2 separate regions of the Gossypium hirsutum genome follow, and region 1 is linked to region 2. A link is a contact called in public Hi-C data. All regions are on one chromosome and are shown on one strand. Each heading gives the region's core, a stretch centred on a gene start, on an enhancer-like site or on the middle of the called end of the contact. The rest is flanking DNA. Distances are from core to core; before and after follow the strand shown. Region 1 holds the start of LOC107887276 (fanconi-associated nuclease 1 homolog). Region 2 holds the start of LOC107893710 (protein NO VEIN).

Evidence for each region. A called contact is a pair of places that touch in the nucleus more often than the background predicts.
Region 1: a Hi-C map of leaf shows a contact between it and region 2, with 2.2 times the contacts expected there. The contact joins the promoter of LOC107887276 here to the promoter of LOC107893710 in region 2. A contact is called at or near these places in 4 of 34 Hi-C or Micro-C datasets (hypocotyl and leaf).

What each region holds. Positions count from the first base shown.
Region 1 is chrA03:51,196,204-51,201,173 of Gossypium_hirsutum_v2.1, reverse strand. LOC107887276 (fanconi-associated nuclease 1 homolog) reads right to left here and starts at 1,312. Exons shown (of 15, transcript XM_016811465.2): 1 at 962-1,312; 2 at 730-883; 3 at 1-336. The coding sequence starts at 1,054.
Region 2 is chrA03:51,006,188-51,011,513 of Gossypium_hirsutum_v2.1, reverse strand. LOC107893710 (protein NO VEIN) reads left to right here and starts at 4,056. Exons shown (of 13, transcript XM_016818770.2): 1 at 4,056-4,631. The coding sequence starts at 4,098. It overlaps LOC107893711, which reads left to right and starts at 459. Exons shown (of 6, transcript XM_016818772.2): 1 at 459-642; 2 at 762-774; 3 at 1,021-1,125; 4 at 1,995-2,150; 5 at 2,476-2,508; 6 at 3,066-3,321. The coding sequence starts at 507. The coding sequence ends at 3,090.

The DNA.
Region 1 (4,970 bases), core at 63-2,562, 190 kb before region 2:
TATCAGTGGACAATGCAGAAAAGTAAACCATGGTGTTTGCCCTTCCATCACTGATTGGATTTTCTGCAGAACCAGCCACATCAATTTGTTTAACACTCTCAGTATGCGGCAATTGTCTGCACTGATCATGGCTTTTTTCTTCTCTTGGATCAATCTTCGAGAAGCAACGAGTGACATTCTCTTCATAGTCAGAACAATTCTTCCTAAGGTCACTACTCAGCAGCCGTTCTGATTCATCCGAGGAAATTTGAAGCTTTGACTGAGAGCAACCAAAGTTTAATTCCAGAAGTGTCCGCTGTGTCAGCTTCCGCTTGGTTCTTCTAGAAAGACATCTGTCTGAACCCATTAAGTCATATTAGCAGATATAAATCAAATAAGAACAAAAATATAATTGAGTATCCAAAACACGCACGTGTACAACATGACTATGTTCAATTTTTCAAGTATTTGATGAGTTATTGAAAGGTCATGTTCTTTCATTCTTATTCAAATATAAGTTGGATGAAGGTCGGATACAAATACATGAGAAAAAATGAAGAGTATGAAGGCCATTTCCCTATATCCATATCTGAAACCAGACTGAGATACATGAAGAAAATTAGGTCTGTTTTTGGAAATGTATGACACGAATGTCGGGCATGGATACATGAGGGGAAAATAGCAGTAGGAGACGCGGGGCAATATATATAGCTAACCAATAGCATTGAAAACAAGAGAAAAGGAAAATACCCAGATGAGAATTGATAGTGTAATCTTCACCACGAACTTTGCTCTCACAAACAGGGCAAGTTACCAAATCAGAACTGGATATTTCAACTTTGCCTTTGGAAGATTCAGTTTCAGTCAAGCCTCCATTTTTATCAGACAATAGATTCAAAGAGCTCTAAAAAAATGTAAAATCAACGTCAATTTTACCTTTCTATAAGATAAGAGCAAATAAAAGAAAGCGAGAGAGGATTACCCGGATAGGCGAAGAGAGAATAGATTGAAGGTTGGGAAGAAAACGGCGGCGCTTGCCGATCAATCTGCTTAAACTTTCTCTTCCAGTTAGCATTTGCAGCAGATAATTTCAGATCAGTTTGCCGTAATTATGTGCAAGTTCGCCATCAATTTGAAACCCTAGCTGGCTAGTTTCCCTCCTAAGATTGGCGGCGATTCTCTTACTCCCGCCAAATCGGGGTTATTTCATTGTGAGACTTTGATGATAATAACGGGCCGTTGGTTGGAGAATGGGTGCTTCGAATATAGGCAAGATAAGGCCTTTGAAAATAACGAGCCGTTGGTTCGAAAATGCGCCTCATTTAGTACCAACATTCAGTACCGAATTGATGTACTCGGTCAAGTTTAACGTCATGTGCCCGTATTGTATGTCCCTGTCATACGACTGCATCCACTCTTTAAACGGTATATTTGAAACATATGTCGCACCGTAGGGTATTAATGGTGCTTAAGTTGTTCAACTTTTGATAGAAAACATATTAGACGGGCTCGTAACCTATCGATAAATAGAAATCAATTAGTGCAATGAAATAACCCCGCAATTGAAAATTCAACGTGCCGTGAATTCATAGTTGGAACTACAAACTCATGTCGATGACTAGATCTCACTCAGTCGTCGAAGGATATTTTTTGTAGCAATTGGATCCCACATGTCGTATATAGTACTAATGATGAGTGCGATCCTAGAGGGATCCGTGACGATAAATCACTGAAAGTATTCTGGGTCCCCTATCCAATATGACACATATGTCGGGCTGCGGGAAATAAGGCGGCACAACTGGCTAAGGAAGAAATCTCAGTCATATGTCATTTCTCTAGGAGTTATTGTGAACGATATACGTAGAATCTTCCGATTACCGTCCTAAACAACGACAAGCAACAGATGTTGCTGATACATTTGGTATAATTAGGTGCTGTCAATTTGGACCATAGGCTTGCAATGCTGAAATGACTCTCTACATTGCTCAAAGGTCCAAAAGAATTGGTAGAATACTTTTTTCCCTGAGACCAACTAATCGTCATAGTACCTTGGATGCATTTCAAGGTCAGTTACGGAACCTAGTACATACTGATCCAATACCTAACACCATTGCCGTAGATAGTTATATGAACCCTCTCCCTCGTGATGCAACTTCTCCATAGCTTTCTGTTTACAACCCACACTTTGTAATATGTTGGAGTATACTGGTACTGACTACGTATGTTCGCAATCAGCACCAGTATTTCAATTCGGGGACTGGCTTCACCATCAGTAAAATAATGTCAGCAATCATGTCCGAGTCTAGCCTCGGATGGTCCAGACTTGCACCCTTTGCAACACACGTATAGGGACTGGGATACTTTTTTATCGTCCATAACCCGATTTCTTATGGTAAGATGCCATGATTTTCCACTTACACCTCGAGTCCTTCATTACTTATTTTCCTTTGAATTTCTCAGAGCGGGACTTCGTGACGTAGTAGTTCACGCCGTTCTTGATGTTGTACTACTTCAGTGTAGTAAGTAAAACATCTTTGTTAGAGTATTCCACTCCAATTTCCAGTACTTGTACATCACGATCCGTACTTGCATGACCAGGTATTCTATACGAAAGCTGCAAAACTCTAAACCACATTTGGCCGATTATCCAAAAAACTAAAATAGTAAATTAACCAATCTTAGATATGAATTAGTGGGATTGATAATGGATACCATGAATTATAATTATAATTAATAATTAACTTAATTAATTAAAACAAAACATGATTAGTTACTTTAGTTATTCCTTAATTAAAGTATATATATAAGTTAGTGGGAAAGAATAAATTTTTATCATCTTCCCTATTGCTGTACCTTGAAGTAGAAAAGAAAGAAAATATTCAACTTTTGACCATTAATCAAGTAAGTCATTAAGCCAGTTTTTTTTATGGATATTGAATCATGGGGGCTTAATTTAGCTATCCGATGCATTAATTTGTTCAATTTTTAAGTTTTTAGCAAATTTTAATTGTAAAGAAATTGATGAATTAGGCTTAACATTGATAGATATTAAGCTTAGACCATGATAAGGGCTAAATTGTAAAGCTAATTAAGCTTGTTACATAAACTTGAAACATTAGAGATAGCTTGTAGTAGTAGACAAACCTAAACATTTCCTTAGTCTAATTAGAAATGAGCAAACCAATTGGGGAGACATTGAAGCAGATGACTCCCATAAGATAGACATAGATGTGATTAATTGGACTAACAGTACATCGAACAAAACCCAAACAGAATCTGGATATGTTTATGGATTTATTCACTTGTGATGTTTATAGTGTGGCATACCTAAATCCTTAGAGGATGGCAGATTGTGTATGTGTGACTCATACACTTTGATGTAAGTAAAAGCCTGAGTTTAAATAGATAAGGAACCGAAAGTTGGTGCGTTAAGTGTATGACTTCTGTAGTATGTAACATCAATTCACAATAGTGGAATTGATAGCCCAAAACATGGGTAAATGATATCCTCTCATTGGATTTACAAGGTTGTTGAAAAGTAAACGTGACTATGGGTCGTCTGTCTTTATGATGGATGAGTTGATCATTATTTGATAATGATTTACTTTTCATGAAGGAAGATGTAATGATTACTATGAGATAAAATAAAATCACATTGGGAGAGCGGATATTATCCCAAAGAGATCAATGATATCCTATTAGGGTAACACACTTATGACAATGTCATTAGACAAGTATTGAGTAGTTGCTTTCATAATGGTATGTCATTAGGGAGAGCTCAGTCACGATACTATAGTGGAATGACTTCGTGACTAAATGAGTTTATAATTAATAGGTGAAAAGTCAAAACTTAATTATAAATCGCTTGAGTCTCAACTACATATGTCCAACCCGTCCCTCCGCTAACTCGTTGAAACTATAAATGAATTGCGTGCTTGAATACAAATGCATGAAATGAATAGAAAAAGAGAAATCGGAAACATTCAGAAATTATTATTGTTTGCTCCAAAATGGAGAAATGAAATCATTTTGAAATGAATGTAGATTTCCAAAAATGAAAATAAAAATGGAAATGGACTATATAGGATTACTTAAAAAATGATGAAAGAATGAGTTTATATTTTTGGACTGTTTTGAAGCCCGAAAATGAAAATAAATCATTCAGTCATAGTGAATATGTTGAGTTGTGACATATTGAATGAATTTTCTCAAAATTTTATTGGAGGTAAAATTGTCAAATTTTCATTAGGTAAAATTAGGGTGAGGAAATTATTTAACATATAAATATTAAAGTTTATTTTAAGAAATAAAAAAACTGAATCGGGTTAGATCATATTACAGAGTACTGGGTCAAAAGACCTAGAAAGTACTCGTAATTGGATCCTATATGAGAGAGGCCCAAAACACCTCACGTAAGGAGGTGGGACAGCAAAACCATAGTATCATTAACTAGGGTTGCCTTATATCCTAGATAAACTAAGATATTACTTTCTAGTGGAAATAAATTTCTACAACTTTATAAGAGTTCTACCTTCTCTTCCTCTAAATAAATGACACCGATAGAGCTATAGAGACAAATTTTGAAAGATTGTTATTCTGTCGAAAAATAGAAAGAATTTATTCTCAAAAACAGGCCTAAAATTTTGCCCAAGCCCGACCCAGATAAAAATACTAAAACCCGAGCCTGGCCCGACCTGCCCGTATTAATTTTTAATATTATTTTTATATTATTTTAAAATATATATAATACATCAAAAATACTAAAAACAACAAAATAAATATTTCCCAACAAATTGAAAATAAATTTTAAAAAATATGTAGACTTAAATAATACTAAGATAGATGTAACTTAACAAGCAAATGCCTCTAAAATAATAAAAAAATTAATAAATGCATTTAAAATAATAACAAAATTAATAATAAAATAAGTTTTATACAATATTCAAACAATAACAACAAAATAGTAGCAACACAATAGTAAAATAGTAGCA
Region 2 (5,326 bases), core at 2,807-5,306:
GAAGAACTTTTTTGATTTTTTGAAATTCTTTGAGTGCCTTTTATACTATTTAGCCATTCTTATGGTTTTTTTTTTAAATTTTAGAATGAACGTCTTAAATTTTTAAAATATATTTTTTTAAAATATTAATTTTTTTATATTTTTTTTGTTGATGTGGTACTACCATGTCATCAATGATGTTAATGTGAATCAATTTTATAAGTTTAAGGTTCAATTGAGTGCAAAAAGTTAGAAATACCTTAATTAATTGTTTTTTAAATAGAATTCTTGGAAATCCTTTTATACCATATATTTTAATAGTTGAATAGTAACAAGACAAAGTGACTTTCACCGAATGTATTTTTTTTACTCGATTTTGAATATAAAATGTCTAACTATAAAATTAACTTCCAAATTATATTGTTTTTTCATTTAAGGTCTGTTTATTTACCAGGAAAATATTTTTCGGAAAATATTTTTCTAATTTTACGCTGTTTGTTTGACAGAAAACAGTTTAAATATGTAAAATGTTTTCAAAAACAGAGGTAAAATATCTATGCTTTTACGGAAAATGTCTTACCGATTTTTTTTTCTGTAAGAGATTTTCCAACTCTCACCAATCTTTCTTAGCAGTTCTTCTTATCTTCCTTCTTCTTCATCCAGGTAACTTTCCTCCTCCTACTTCTTCTGTTTTTCATCTTTTATTTCAATTGCTGTGTCCGTCGCATATTTCTCTTCTCAGGGCTGCTGTTTCATTTCGCTCAAATCTTCCTCTTCGCAAGGTCTTGGCTTAAGGTATGGCATCTTCTTTATGTTCATTTTAACCGATAATTTTGGCAATTCCCTAAAATTTTATTAGATGATTTCCGGAAAATAATATCCATCATTAACTTGGGAGAAGCAGAAAATGATATCAGCCCAAAAATCTATGGCTGCTTTCACCTCTTCCTCTCTTCTTCGATAGTCTTTTATCTGTTTATATTTTGTTAATGTTAAGGACAGAGTGATAAAGTATTGATTCTGGGTATTTGATTTGGACAGTAATTATGCAACAACTGGAAGGATTATTGCAATTGTGAGAGCCTCACCACGACTTTCTTCTTCTCCCACCTCCATCAATTTTCTAACACCAAATCACTTACGCAGGTATTTTTTTTTTCTTTTTATTCGGTTGGGAAGTTCTCTTATTTCGGCATTCAATTGATGATTACTATTATTCTTTTCGTTGTCAGTTGGCTAATCAATGAAATGGGTGTAGAGAGAAGGTTTAATTGGGTTCTAATTCATTGTAATAAACTACATATGTGCTGTAGCGATAATTTTTTTCCTTTCAAATTGATATATAATGTTTGCTTAGATTTTCAGTTTTGTTTTATTTTAGATGGCAATTTTCTGAATTCGCTTTGTTTCAACTGATTTGTTCTATTTATTCATAGCTGCTTCTTAGGAATTTGGCTTTTTATTTTTTACTTTTAAATAGGCCAATGTTGATGAGCCATGTTACAATTTGTGCACTCTGCAGGTTTGTAATCTTGATAGGTTGATTACAAGTGGCAATTAATGCATTCTTTTTTGTTTGCCTTTGTGGATGATAATTTAAGATGCGAAAATCTTCTGCCGAAATTTGATTAGTACATTCCCCTTAAGTAGTCTCTATTTTACAACCCTTAAGGTTCATCATCTGATTTATATTAGTTTGAGAAGTTGCAGGTTCTGAGCCCCCCTCCTTCTGTTTCCATTGAACTTTCTTACTTTTTGTTGTCACTTCCAGCTGATATGCTTTCGTAATCTGTATAGGGAATTTGCACTTGAAGTTCAGACTCATAATGTGTATAGAGAATATTGCAATTGAAACTTAGACTGTTTATGGTTAAACTTTATAGTAAAATTGAGTATAACTTGTTGTTGGCCTCATGTACAGGCATTGACTCGTGCTAGGGTCCCCATAGTAAAGCTTATGGATCCAGTGACTAGAATTTCCTGTGACATATGCGTAAACAATCTTTTTGCTGTAGTAAATACAAGGCTTCTACGAGATTATGCAAAGATCGATGTAAGATTACAGCAGTTGGCTTTTATTGTGAAACACTGGGCCACGACCAGAGGAGTGAATGCAAGGCCAAGACCAGAGGAGTGAATGCAACTTACCAAAGAATTCTATCTAGCTACGCGTGAGTTGTTTGCAACTATAATGCTATTCCCATAGCTAGCAACATCATTCCTGAGCAGCATATTTCAATGGTGTTTGTGGTTAGTCTATTTGGTTTGCTTTGAAATGAATAAAAACATAGATAAAAGTATAAGCTGTGATGATGCCAATTTAGGTAGGATTCATGTATCTAGAGATAGGTAGGACACATTTCAGGTATTGCTTAATTTAACTTGCAGCTATAAAGTCACCTGTTCTTGTTAGTTATTTATTTATTTTTATCAATTATTATTTTTAACTAGTATTTTCTTTGTTGGTATGTTTTGATGTGCATTCATTTCTTACAGCAACGTAGACCTGCTATCCTCCCATGCTTGCAGGTGTGTATGCTTTTTGCTTCCCATATCAATTTTTGTTTTTAATTAGTATTTGGATTTTTCCCTACCTTTGCTACAACATTGTTGGTGTGGGCATTCTTTCACTATTGGCATATATTCATGATTATGCAAATTCAGTAATATCTGTACGCACAGGAAGCTTGATCAGGTGAGATGCAAACTATTATCTTTCAGGAATGCTAATAAAGTTTGAGGTGAAAATATAAAATGTTTTCATGGTTTCTGAACTTATAAGTACAAGTTAAAATTCATGTATCTGGTTTCGTTTGAAATACTTTATTTGGGTATTAGTTGCATCTTGTGGTGAATGAATTAAAATATTAACAGATCCCATTTACTGTAGTAAGTTTTGAGCAGGGAGAAACATGAGTGCACTCTTTTAGAATGGCTTGTAATTTGCAAATGGTCAATAGATGCTATATTTGGTTTTGCATAAACCGAGGACTAAATAGTTGTAGGTGGGGATAAAATAAATGAATTCTACGAAACAAAATCATTTTTAATTTGATGACTCCATTTGTGCAATAAGGGAGAAAAAGACTGGACAAGAAGAATTGGCAATGATTGTCATTTAATCTGCATAGAGGATTCGTTTGTGGTATCTCATGACCTTGGTCGAGTGGTGGACAAGTTCAGCATTAAAATTCTAAGAGAAGAGTTTGATCGAGCGATTGATGTAATGTAGTATGATCCAAATCCTTGGATAATACTCTTTGAACCTTACGTCATTGGGTAATAAAACATTGTCCAAGTGTGTTAGAAAATCAATGGTTAAAGCTATTTGATTGGTTTTTATAGTCGGTGTGCTTTGCGTCCCCATAATCTTCAATTTTGTCCTTTTGAGTTCACATCCATTTTAAAGAAGTTTAAGCTTATTATATGTAATCAAGAAAATAAATTTCCAAACATTTTATGGATGGATGTTAAACAAGTTGTAATTAATTGATTGATAATGTATACAATTCCTCTATGATCCAAACATATTCATATCAAATGAATGTGTTATATGGTATTTGTGTCTTCAAGTGAAAAAAAAACAGTCTTATTAAATACATCTAATAAATCATTGCAATATATGTAAAAATAATTTAAAATATAAATTTATTAATATATATATAATAAACTCAATTAAACAATGAAAAGATAATAAATTTTTAAATATATATTTGTTTAATTTAAAACAGTTTTTATGAAATATTTTTAAGAAATCTGTCAAATAACAGAAAATATGTTACACAGATTCATGCAATTACCAAAATGTAAATTATTTTTAGAAGGCAAACAAACGAAGCATTAAATATTTAAAGTTTTTTATTTAAAAAGTGTATAATGTCTAAGAGCATGTTACCTGTCATGTTTTTATTGAATGAATCCTATTTTGATGAAATTAATAGCTTATGTATGATTTTTTTTTAAATAAATACAAGAAAATGGTACTGAGTTTTAATTTAAGTGAAAACGAAAATAAAAGAATTCTAAGATAAAAATCCAAATAAAGCGTCACACTATATAATACGCAAAGCTGGCACTTCTTATCCCTCCCTAAACCTACTTCCTTCTTTCCTTTCAAGATGCGCGGTCGCCATAACGGCCACCGTCCCTTCCGCCCCCCTGGCAGCCATCCTCCATCTCAACCACCATTCGAACCTTCAAATCCAAATTTCGCTCTCCAAGACCCCAACGTTCTCCAATTCCTCCAGGCCCTTATAACTCCAGTCCAACCAAACTTTGCTCTCCAACAAAGCCCGAACAATTTCTTCTTCCAAAACCCTAATGCTTATTCCCTTCCTCAAAACTCTATTATCCCACAACCACAACCACAACCACAACCACAACAGGTCAATAACCCCAGAAGCAGCCAAAGTCAGCTCCACAACCATAGAGGCAGCGCTGCCTCTGGCCAAGTCCCGAAGGAAGTCCAGGAAAGAGCAAACCAGGCTGTGAACCAGGCGTGGCGTGAGCTTATTGCTACCGGAAATAGTGTTACGGCATGGAAAGTTTCGGAGGCAGCCTTGGTAGCCCTGCAGGCTGACTCATGGAGCTCGTTAGGATTGGACATGCAGGGGATTCCGTCTCTTCAAAGGCTTATGGCCATTGAAGGAAGGGTAATTACAATACACAGATTATATATCTTTTATATACATACATGCTTAATACATGCATTTTGCAAATTTAGTGGCTATAAGAATGTTGAAATCCTTTGATGGAATAGGGACATTTGGATGCTTTGTTTATTGTTGCTGGTAATGATTTTTATAAGATTAGGGTTCAAATCATACTTCTCAAAGAGATATAGAAAGAATGTTTGAACCAGAAAGCAAAGAATACTACTGAAGAGTCAAAAGATATGATGCCAATAATCTTTGCAGAATGAAATGCATGATTTTCTTTGTATTAGAATAGTTATGCCAGAAGGGGTATTACATTTTAATATTTTGATCCTTTTTTATTATTTTTAATCAGTTAAAATCTTGCATTTTTACAATTTTCTTTTGTTTAATTACAAGCAAGCAACTGTGGAAACGTAAGTAGCAGACACACTAAACAAAGCCTTAAGGCTTTTTTTTTTTTTTTTTTTTGTCTTCTGAGAGTTGAAGATATTTCATTAGAAAGTTGGAATTACTGACTTAAATAACTAGTGTTTCTTAGTTTTTCCTTTCAAGGGGACAGGGAGGGCATATTTCTCTATCTACATGGAAAGGAGCTTTTCATGTGTAGTAGTCAAATTGAAATTTTCTACTGTCCATTTTTTATCGTGCAAGATGCCAAATGAAGGCTAAATTATATATTATTTGAAACA